2 separate regions of the Mus musculus genome follow, and region 2 is linked to region 1. Evidence: chromatin contacts called from public Hi-C data. All regions are on one chromosome and are shown on one strand. The core of a region is the stretch at or near the end of the contact, and the rest is flanking DNA. Distances in the headings are between cores, read along the strand shown. Region 1 has its middle 99 kb from the start of Gm22805. Region 2 overlaps Gm32016 (a long non-coding RNA gene).

What was found. A called contact is a pair of places that touch in the nucleus more often than the background predicts.
Region 2: a contact with region 1 is called in a Hi-C map of cortical neurons, with 2.6 times the contacts expected there. The contact joins two enhancer-like sites. A contact is called at or near these places in 15 of 484 Hi-C or Micro-C datasets (the AML12 cell line, the HL-1 cell line, bone marrow-derived macrophages and 4 more).

What each region holds. Positions count from the first base shown.
Region 1 is chr9:46,725,874-46,731,698 of GRCm38.p6, forward strand. No RefSeq gene overlaps it. Among named protein-coding and RNA genes, the nearest start is that of Gm22805, 99 kb to the left of the region's middle. Within about 2 kb of position 2,763, at least 11 of the 459 cell types and tissues checked have an H3K27ac peak or open chromatin away from gene starts, as enhancers often do. A contact at or near this core is called in cortical neurons, where this site is marked.
Region 2 is chr9:47,939,878-47,945,702 of GRCm38.p6, forward strand. The region is part of intron 1 of Gm32016 (a long non-coding RNA gene); the gene reads left to right. Among named protein-coding and RNA genes, the nearest start is that of Gm32016, 3.4 kb to the left of the region's middle. Within about 2 kb of position 3,579, at least 26 of the 459 cell types and tissues checked have an H3K27ac peak or open chromatin away from gene starts, as enhancers often do. A contact at or near this core is called in cortical neurons, where this site is marked.

The DNA.
Region 1 (5,825 bases), core at 1,513-4,012:
TCTCTGAGTTCAAGGCCAGCTTGGTCTATAGATCAAGTTCCAGGACAGCCAGAGCTGCACAGAGATACTCTGATACTCTTTCTTGAAAAACAAACAAACAAAACAAAATCCCCAAAATAAAACAACAACAACAACAACAACAAAATAGAAAGAAAAGATAAGAAGAGAGAGAGACAGAGAGAGAGACAGAGAGAGAGAGAGAGAGAGAGAGAGAGAGAGAGAGAGAGAGAAAGAAGGAAAGAAAGAAAGAAAGAAAGAAAGAAAGAAAGAAAGAAAGAAAGAAAGAAAGAGAGAAAGAGAAATGAGGAAAGAAAATAACACCAAGACAGGCATCCCACTAATCCTTCATCAAGATGCTCTTTATGGTATACAAGGCTCTAACAACATAGAAAGTAGAATGTATTCCTATCTTTCTCCAACGATGGTCATTTCAGCCATGCTCCTGATATAACATGTCAGTTTTTTATGTGAGAATTATAATACACCTTATCCAGTTGTTATAAAAATTTAGTGAGAGGCAGCAGTCTACCCTTATAAGCAGAAAATACACTTTGGACCTCACTGGTGTTTGAAATAACAGATAGAGACAGAATCTTATATGCATTATGCTTCTGTTCTGTCTACTTAGCCAAATTTCAAGCCTTTTTTTCACATTCAGCAAGCGTTTGTCACATATAGGGCTCATAACTTTTGCAGTCTGAGGTGCAATAACCAAATTAGTACAACTTCTTTTTCCCTTCTCAATTTCCCTGAAGAGAGGTTCATTCACACATACTGTTGATCTTATGGACCACAATTCTACTTTGTATGTGAACTAAGCAGTAAGTGCTTTACATCCTAGTGGTCTGGATCATGACTGCTTAAGATTTCAACATGCTACATAGAACAGTGCACTACTTAAAACATTTATTTCTAGAAGTTCTCAGTTAATAGTTTTGGAGTAGAGTTGACTATGTGTAACCATGAAGAGTGAAACAGTAAATAAGGGGGGACTATTGTGATGGGTATAAAAACAAAAACCACAGTCTTAACAGATTTTGATAGATTCTTTGTAGGTTTATAGACTTCCATATACATTGTGTTTCAGAATTATTTTGTTACTCTTATTTGTTTCAGTACTTGGGCAGGTATATCCTAGAATAGCTGTGAATGTGGCCCACCATATTTGTAGATGAAAATGTTATATTGCAATGTCAAAGGTTTGGATACCTGAAAAGGCCAGGAGCTATATCTTATTAAAAACAGTATTTCTTAACATGTTGCACATTTCTCAGAGCAAGTGCTTAATAAATATGGGATGGAATATGAGTGAATGGATAGCCCAATGCTTGAGAATTAGAAGAGAGGATTATTGAAGATGAAAAAAGATATGGAATTAAAGAACACAATTGTGTTTAGATTTTGCTCCCACTTATGAGGCAGGTATTATCCTATTTAATGGCTGAGGAGTTGTTACCTTAGAAAAGCTTAGTATCTTGAGGAAGGTAAGCTAAGATTCAAACCAGGTTCACTTTTGTGTCCTAAGCTTTATTCACTGTCCTGATAACATCCCAGCAGCCTCAATCTATTCTACCTTGAGCATATCTGCCTTTATTGGGTCTCAGTGTTACAGTGCTGATGTTCCACAGTTTGATGATGCCTAGAGTTGAGCTTTGCTTGAAGTCCAAACTGTCATTTTTCAGACACCTGTGAGGCCCAGGGGACTGGGGGCTGCAATCCAGCATTGCTTTCCTCTCCATCTTCTGTGTTGAACATCTATGCAATTGGAAGGGCTCCTGAAAAAGTCAAACCCATTTTCTGTTCCTTAGAACAGATTTTCTTTAGAAAATTAGAAAGATTTTCTTTTTCTAAATTTGCTGCATTAGCATGGGTACCTGAGTCCCAGAACTAGGGAAGGACTAAATGTGGCCATCACACTTGGCGCCAGACTTAAGACTGTGAAAGCATGGAAGGACAAGGTGTCATGGGGAAGCAGGTTCTTTTGTTATCGTTTTAGGTCTCACAGCTTTCCTAATTATGTGAGCCAATGCACTTGCTGTTTTGTTTATGTTCCTATGAGTTGGGACATGTCATTGGCAACCAAGGAGTGTTGACAAATACCCTTGCATGTATTCACCCCCCCTCCCCCAGCATACTCCTCACATTTTCCTGTCTGACAGTGCAGTGATGCTTGAGAATTGGAGATGGTGATCTGAAAAGGAGATGCAGAGTTCAGAAACAACAACAGGTATAATGTAGCTGCTCAAATGCACCAGTTTAATTCAGTTATTTATTATTCTTCTGCCTTAAAGTCAAGGGCTACATCTTACTCTCTTCAATGTTATTTGTGGTACTTGGTGCAGACCCTCTCACACCCATGATGTGAAAACTGGTTTTTCTCAAACAGCTCCTTCTTTCATTTGGGTATTTGTCTTGATTTCCTCATGCATGTTAACAGTACCTACTATGGGCTTAGAGCTGAGTGAGGGGGCTTCCTAAGGATATCATGTCCTCCTGGTTCTACCCTTCAGGTCTCAGAACAGGAAGGGCTTTATGATCTGCCCCCATCTTTGTCTTTCTTCTTTTGCAAAGTACAGAGAGTGCCCCTCCAGTCACTCGGCAAACACGTCGTCAGGATGTGATAAAAATACTTTGGATCTTTGTTTTAAAGTCTTGTTAAATTTTCTGTTTAAAAATGTTTTGTTCACATTGTGATAGGAGGTCTTTCAGCAATCAGTTCTGAGGAGCAGTCTTCCTCAGGCAGTCTGCATTCAAAGCAGTGTGGAGAGAGAGCTGGTTGCTAGGGGCAACACTAACTTCTAAGTGGGGATCTCTGCATGTGGATATAAAACCAATGCCCTGGGCCTCTGCAGGAGTGGGGTCCTATCACAGAAGAATAAATGAATTGCGAGTGATGGGCACACCTCCGGACTGTGCTGGTCACCCTTATTTGGAGACTAGTGAGCTGTCTCAGCCACTTGCATAGGATATGAGACCACAAATCAAACACAGCTGATAATTGCCTTTCCTGTGACAAGTCTGCTAGGAAGATACAAAGGGCCTAAGTCACTTTAGTCACTTCCCCCATAGACCCTATTTCATGCAGTAGACCCAATCATGGATAAGATGTTCTACCATTGGCTATTTGCTTTATGGTAAGCATAAAGTATGCATTTATTTTTTTTAAACCAGCACAAAATAAAACAAACTCTTTCCCCTTGAGGTACAGCTTTATGGATTTTTTTAACACATGTATATACTTGGGTTGTCACCACTACAAGAAGGATGTGGTATAGTTTTGTCACCTCTCAGAACTCCTTGCATCATCCCTTTGCTATCTCTTTATATTTTTAAGAATGCCATACCAGTGGCACCATAGTACCAGATTCCAAAGCTCTTTCACATATTGCAACACCTTTGGGGTTTATCCAGGCTGTCATGTGTATCCAAATTTATTCCTTTTTGTTGCTGCATAGTACTCCATAGTCTTTGTGTACTGTTGATTGCTGTCCTTGGATTCTATATTTGCAATTTGTCCAGTGTTCTGCCTTCAACTCACGACGTACCTTACATTTTTAGTCTATTACAGACACATAGAGAGTAGCACAACATTTGAGTTGCCCAAAGCACTTGAGCAAGGTGACCCTCTGCCTCCTTGTTTCTTCTCTCATACTGAAAAACAGAAAGCAGCCTGTAATTTTTGTGATCTATTCAATGCCAGCTTGCTGTTTGTGCTTCTGCTTGGTGATTTTGCCATTTAAAATGAGCCTAAGCACAATGATAAAGAACATTTCTACCTTGTGGAGAAAATATGTAGGTTAGAGAAGTTTGGTTTGGTCGTGAATGATAGTGTTGTTGGCCGGGAGCTCAATGTTAATGGTGTGTATAAAATAAGGTGTCTTTAAGCAGAAGCACAATAAAACATGGTTGTGTATTGATCAGTTAGTGGAAATGCTATGGCCGGAGCTCCGCTGAACCTAACTCTTTATTTCTCCTAGGAACAGTATACTGTTCAATATCTGCTTATTCACTCTACAGTGACTCCACAGAACATCACTACAAGAGTGATGAGAATCCGGGCCGAGGAGGTGGCTCTGTGGATAAAGAGCTTGCTGCACAAGCATGAGGACCCGAGTTCAGATCCCCAGCTCCTGCATAGAAGCCAGATATGATGGTCGGTGCCTATAACCCCCGAGCTAGGAAAACAGAGACAGCTCGATTCCAGGGGCTTACTGGCTAGTTAGTCAAGCAGGAATGGTAAGCTCCAGGCTCGGTGAACTCAAGAAATAAGGCAGAGAATGATGATACCTGAGTTAGCTTGTGGGCCCCACATGTACAGGCACTGGAGAACCTCCCCACATCATGTTAATGCCACATTCACCAGCATGCATGGAAGGCTTCACCTTTAAGCTCTACATTCAATGTCATGACCTATTTTCTAAAGGTTCTGGTATGGTGCTGGCAAGGCTCAGCCAGTATGTAAAACCACTGTTTAGTTTATAAGGACATTTTGCAATGTTATTTCCACAATTCTTCACCTTTCTTTCCAAGACAGATGGCTTTTAAATGCATGCAGATTACAGGCTCAGCTAAGATTGGCAGTGGGTTGTGACTAACCCCAGTGCTACTAACCATAAAACCGGTTTCTTACCTGAGGGTACATTGGGGAAATACATGAGAGAGGTTTTCAAGGGAGAAGTCTAACATCCACTCTGACATGGCTGTTTGCCACAACATGGTTCTACTGAATGCTCTTGTCATCCCAACATTGGCCTCATCTCTTTCAATACTCATAATTGTGTCACAGTGGCTGTCTCTCATTTTCCAAGGCTCCCTACAGTCATCATGGACACCAGAAGGGAACCCCACATTGGTAGCTCCTAGGTTCCTGTAAAACATGTTCTCTGCCCTGCACACTAGTTTCTAGGGGTTAGTCCTTATAGGTTATACATATTACTCAGTAGCTGGTAAAGAAAGTTCTAGAATCCCCAACTCCAAGACAATGAATGATGCTATCTTCCTCATTCCTGCAATTTCTGGACCCAGGGAAGAGTGGAAGTGGATTTTCCAGTGGTCTGGCAAGACAGTAGAGGCTAGTCACAGTGGTAGGACCGTCTCCTACAGTGAGAACTTTAAGAGTCAGCTGGACCCCAGGGTGAGGTAAGCCTTGTAAGGAGGGGTGATGCTGTCATGCTGCCCCTGCTTTTACTCAGCCACCTGGGTGATCTCTTCTGTATGGAGAGAGCTGTGGGCTATTACCTGGTGTCCAGTTCTTCCTTTCTCTGATCCAAGGAAGGAAGGGTTAATCTCTGGTTAGTGATCTAGAGAGCATACGGACATGCTCACTGAAGTTCTTATTGGTTTTTGGTAAGGTCATACAGATTCTAGGATCTAGAGTGCCTTCTTTTATCTATGATATTGGCTATGTTAGGGGTAGACCTTGGCCACCACTACCATGATGCACAGGTTTGCCAGGCTATGTTTGACACAGTGATGGGGAGGCCCTGACTGTGGACTCAGTCACATCCACTGTCTTAGCCTGTGTTAGCTACAGATGTCGCTTCCTATTACCCACTGGTTGCCATTATCGTTATCCTTTGTTTCCTTTGGATGTGAAAGGAGAGGGGCTTATACTGGCAGTCCCTTGAGAGAGACAGAGAGCCCAGGCCTCTTCCACAGTCATCCCCATCCCTCCTCTCTATATGCCCATTCCAGGTAGGGTCTCTGCAGAAGCTTCAGTAAGGAGCCCAGATTCTGAGAGGGTGGGTTATCACTGCTAATGGGGAACTTAGTGATGCCCTCCATGTCTGATGTCTCTGGAAGTCTGGTCTTTGAAAGAGAAGAGA
Region 2 (5,825 bases), core at 2,329-4,828, 1.2 Mb after region 1:
ATAGAAAGTGCACAAATGGGTTCAAATCTCAGCTTTTCCTCTTTCTCATTACCTTGGGCTAATCACCTAATCTCCCCACACCTCATACTTCTCTCTATCACAGAACTGTGGTAAGGGGATGAGACGATAGGGCAGAGCTAAGTGTTCTCTCTGTGTTAGTCCTCAGGTATGTATGCTGATTCTCTGCTAGCTGGTAGCCCTCAACCTGATCATTTTCAGATATAATAAACAATAGGCAAGAGTAGACTTTGCTGTTTGTATAGGTGACTATAATTGAATTGTGTGTATATATGTGTGTGCCGCATTTTCACTCCTGTGTTGACGTTGTAGGCTGTTTCCATCTCCTTGCTCTTGTGAACAGTGCAGCAATAACCCCGGACAAGCACCTGTCTCCGTGGTAGGATGTCAGGTCCTTTGGGTTTCTGTCCATCATTGCTCTAACTGGGTCGTGTGGCAGTTCTATTTTATTTTTTCCTATTTATAAAACAGCTGCACCACTTTGTACTTCCATCAGCATCAAATGTGGGCTCTTCTTTCTCTCCATCTTCGCCAACATTTGTCACCACTTGGTGGTAGTAATTCTGACTGGGGTGAGATGGAATTCCAAAGTAGTATGAATTTTCATTTCCCCATTGGCTAAAGATATTGCATTCTGTTAAAAATGTTTATTGCACATTCATAGTTCATCTTCATTCCATTAGCCAATTTATTAATTGGGAGTTTTGGATTTTTGTGTCTAATATTTGCAGTTCTTTATATATGCTAGATCTTAATCCCCCGACTTAAAAACTTTCTCAAATTCAGTAGGGTAGGCCTAGGCTGAGGTAGGAAGAAGAGTAAGGGGTAAATATAATTAAATTACATTGTATGAAATCCACAAAGAGCTAAGAAAAGAGATATTTTTTAAAAGGGAATAAGATGCATTGACTAGATATGATACCTACCCCTGGGAAACTGCCTGAATGCTCTGTATTTGATTTCTCATTCCAAAAAATAAGCGACCAGCTCACATTTCCCATCAGCTATGAAAGACATGAAATTGAATAATAAATAATGTTCCAACAATTAAAAACTAAGCATCATCCTATGTGGGGGGCCAAGGCTTAGGTCAGGGAAAGCAGTGGGTCAGGCCTTGCACACAGAGGCACCCAAGAAACATAAGAAGCTCTTACTTTGAGGATTGAGCATCATATGGAGCCCTGTGCCTGGTTAGATGTAGTCATCTGGGTTGTCAATCTCAAATGTTCCTCCACTGTTGAACATGAATGTTAATAATGCTTTCTTAGAAAGGGTGGGATTGAGGGACCGGAGGAGCTGTTGAGGTGTGGGGTCCGATGTGAAGTGCTGGATCCTAGCAGGTAGTCAAGGAGCCTTTCTGTTGTACTTGTGAGCTCCGCACTGCCCTTGGAGATGTGCTTTGGACTCACATCTTTCCTGTCTCTTGGCATTTCATCTTTCTCACTGTGATGGAGGCCTGAGAAAGCAGGGCCAGGCAACAGCTAGAGCCCACAGGTCTCCCATTCTTATCTTCAAGCTTGCTATAAATGCTGTGTCTGTGTGTGTGTGTGTGTGTGTGTGTGTGTGTGAGAGAGAGAGAGAGAGAGAGAGAGAGAGAGAGAGAGAGAGAGAGAGAGAGAGAGAGAGAGAGGACAGGGAGGGGAAAGGGACAGGGAGTGGGGACAGGGAGAGGGAGGGGCAGGAGCAGGGGGAGAGGTGGGAGAGGGAGAGAGAGAGGGAGAGGGAGAGGGAGAGGGAGAGGGAGAGGGAGAGGGAGAGGGAGAGGGAGAGGGAGAGGGAGAGGGAGAGGGAGAGGGAGAGGGAGAGGGAGAGGGGGAGGAGTGCAGGTACACATGGAGAGGCCAAAGACAACATCAGCTGTCCTGTTCAGTGGCTGACAGATTTATTTCCTTGAGACAGAGTCTCTTACTGATCTTAGAGCTATGCTGGCATCCAGAGCATCCCAGCTATCCTCCTGTCTCTGTCCCCCACAGCACTGGGGTTACATGGACACGTGAACCCACCCACACACAGATTTCTAGAGTAAGGCCTGGGAATACGAACTCAGCTCCTCAAGCTTGCTTTGTAAATGCACTTTCCTCTTGGTTTTGTTTTTGTTTTTAAATATTTATTTATTTATTTTCCCTTCATGTGCACGAACATCTGCTTGCACATATGCATGCGCACCACAGGCTTGTGGAGGCCAGACGAGGGCACTAGAGCTACATGGTTGTGAGCTTCTGTGTAGGTGCTGGGAATTGAACTTGGGTCCTCTTTAAGAGCAGCCAGTGCTCTAACCCACTCCGCCCCAGCCTCTTGAAATCTTCTTTTATGTCTCACCGCCACCTTACTGGTATGCAGCTCTTAGTGATTTTCAAGTTGATTGTGTCTTTGACATGAGTTGGTCCCACAGCAATCCTAGAAGATAACATGTATATTGCTTTTCTTAATTCCCATGTGCTCAGGAAAACAGGATCAGAGGGGCTAAGTGACTTGCTCAAAGTCACCCAGTAGGCTAACTGCATATACCAAGGTCCAAATCCACGTCCCCTATTCAGGATTGAGGAAGAATAGCAAACTCCCCTTCACAGCTACACCAAAGACTGACTTATATATGATCTCTTATGTGGGGTACCTCTTAACGTCACCCCGCTGCTGTAGACCCAGAGAGGTTAAATGATTTGTTCAGAAATGCTCAGCAAATAGATGATGAAAATGAGCTTTCAATTCTACAGTCAGCTCTACGTTCTTTCTACCTTTCTTCTTCTTCTTCTTAAAAGAGGCTGGTTGACCATAAGACAAATAAAAGACCAGCTAAAACAAGAGCCATCGTCTCTGTTCTGACAGCCAGGCCACAGCGCAACTTATCCTGACAACGGCAAGGATCAAGATACCCAACAGAAAGCATGGAAATGGACCAGGCAGCTCGCCACTGAAAGGTGTAATTAGGGAGCTGACAGGCTGTGCATGCAACACCATTAATGGGTCCACCTGTGAGGGAGACCTGGCAAGCACAGGTAATTTGGACAGAGCAGGGAACTCAAAGGAGATTCAGGCTGCAGGTGCCCAGCCTGACCTCGGGGCCAGAGCCTCCCCAGGGAACGGGAGGAAGGGCCTGGCCTGGCCTCTGCCGGTGACACAAGCTTTTTTCGTGGTGCTCACTACACATTATGCTAAAAGTGTGACAGATTTTTGAGGCAGCCCGGGTGGGAACCATGGAAACAAGTTAGGGGAGGGGAGAAGCTGATTGCTGCTGTTCCTGTTAGGGAGAGAAGAGTGAGATGGGGAGATTCATCCTCCCTCCTCCATCAGCCTTGGCTTCCTCTTTCACTCCCAACGCCCCCAGCTCTCTGCATGCATGACCCCTCCTGAGCTCACCAACAATGGAAAGTGGGCAGCCTACTTCTCTGGGCTCTGGCACAGTACCTGGCATTGTAAGTAGCACCCTTTGCTGAGTGCTCACTGTCTGCTAGGCACTGGAGGAGCTGTCTCTCAGGCATTGTCTTCAACTCTGTCTCCAACTCTGTCACCAACTCCGAGATGAGGAACTAAGTAGCTAGCCCAGTCACACAGCTGGTAATGGAGCGTATGTGAATCTAGAACTAACTAGACGGGCCCTGCTTCAGTTGTTGCACCACAGGAGCCTCCAGGACCCTGCGACCTTCTACAAACATTTGACAAACCTAGTTTCCAACCCAGTCATTTAGGGCAGAAAAACAGATCCGTGAACTCCTTGTTTCAATATGCACAAGGGCACGGGGTTTTTCCACAGCGATGTCTTCTGATGAGGGTGGCGATAGACTGTACCCTCTCCACTTTGAAGCTGCTCTGAGACGGAAGGAATTGATGCGTTACCATGCAATCAAAGTCCCTTCCTCTCTGTCTCTAGCAGCCCTCTCTTTCTCTGTGCTTTAGTCATGGCCATCACCATGGTTTCCAGCCTCTTGAGCAGAGAAACCTGTCTCCTCTTTGTGTCAAGAGCAGGGGAAGGGTGCTGGGTGTGAGGCCTGGAGAGCAGACCTTGGTCAAGCAGGGAGAAGGCATGGTGTTTTGATGAAGAGGGGCTCTGAACAGCAGCAATGGCTGCCAAGTACAGGTCTAACTCTGGATTCAGGTAGCTGCTGGATAATGAATTGGGAAGAGGGTGATCCAGGAGCCCTAATCCATTCAGGGAACTCACCACACAGATGTGAGATACCAGAGAGGTGTTTTCAGTGACCACTGAACAAGGAGGACTACCATACTCAGTGTAGGAGCACTCTATCTTGGGGAATTAGGGTAAAGCATTGAGTGGAGGAAGGCTTGGGGGAGTCTGGATTGAGTTGATGATTCTATGCAGAATTGAGTGGTGGTCACATGGAGTGGTGATGGCTTGATGAGGACTGTCCCCCTATAGGTCCATGTATCTGAGCTCTCAGTTCAGGGTTAGTGATGTTCTTTGGGAAGGTTATGGAACCTTGAAGAGGTGGAGCCTTGCTGGAGGAAGTATGTCACTGGGGGTGGACTTTGAGGTTTTATAGCCTGACCACCCACCCACCCTCCTCCTGTCTCTCTGCTTCCTGTGTATGAATGCAAAGGTGGTAAGTCAGGTCCTTGACTATTATGCCTGCCTTACACACCTGCAGCCATGCAGGATGGACTGGAAACCAACATAAACCCCCTTTCTCCAAACTTACAAAGAAAGCAACCAAGTCAGGTTTCAAGGTTAGAATGGGAAACAAAGCTCTCCAGACAAGTGCTCCTTAGGGATGTGGGAAATGTGCCTCAAGTCCCATGAAGTGGGAATAGAGGTCCAAAATGATCTAGGGCAGTGGTTCTCAACATGTGGGTTGTGACTCCTTTGGGGTCAAATGACCCTTTCACAGGGGTCACCTAAGACCAGAAAACACAGATCTTTACATTGTGATTCATAATACTAGTAAAATTATGAAGTTACAAAGTAACAACAGAAATAATTTAATGGTTGGGGTCACCACAACATGAGGAGCTGTATTAAAGGGCTACAGCATTGGGAAGGTTGGGAACCACTGCTCGAGAGAGATGTTATTTTTACTTCTCCTCTGAGAGTGGTGTGAAAGCAACTGGCAAATAACTTCTCATTTGTAAACACACGTTGAAAACATGCATAGAAGTTAGGGTAGATGAGACAGCTCAGAGGGTGGTGGGGATACCTAGGTATCTGATATGTAGGGTCTCTTTGCTCACTTTGAAAAGAAGCAAAGCTCTCCACCCATGCCTTGACCACTTCTGTCACATGCAGACACCCCTTTCTGTGCCCTCATGTGTCTGTCTTCTTCACTGGGTCCCATGTCTACCTGCAATCTCTATACAAGTCTTCCCCCTGTTGTACTCCCATTGATGATGAAGAGGCTCTGCTCTGTCTGTACAGGCTTATTCCTATCTACAGAGAAGGGCAGACAGACATCAATCTAGATAACTCCTATAAAGTCCAGGTTATAGTGATCATAAGAGCCAAGACTTCACCAGAAGAGGTTATTCCATGAATAAACGGCAGGTAGGTGTGATCTAACTCTTGGGCCACAGATGGTGTCCAGCAATTAACTTATTTCCAAGACCAATGACACTTGACAGTCATGAGATAACAGTCCCTAGTGAGAGAACACTTTAAAGGACCTTCTTGGGTACAGATGAACTCAAACAGCATGGGCAGCATGATCAGAGGACAGAGCTCAGGCTAGACCACTTATTTGTGGCCTATCGTATACAAGACTCTGGGTTTGATTCTGAGAACTACAAAATCAAATCAAAATCAACCAAAATATTGTAGTGTACCCGAATCCACCAGACAAGAGCATGTTTGGAAGGTC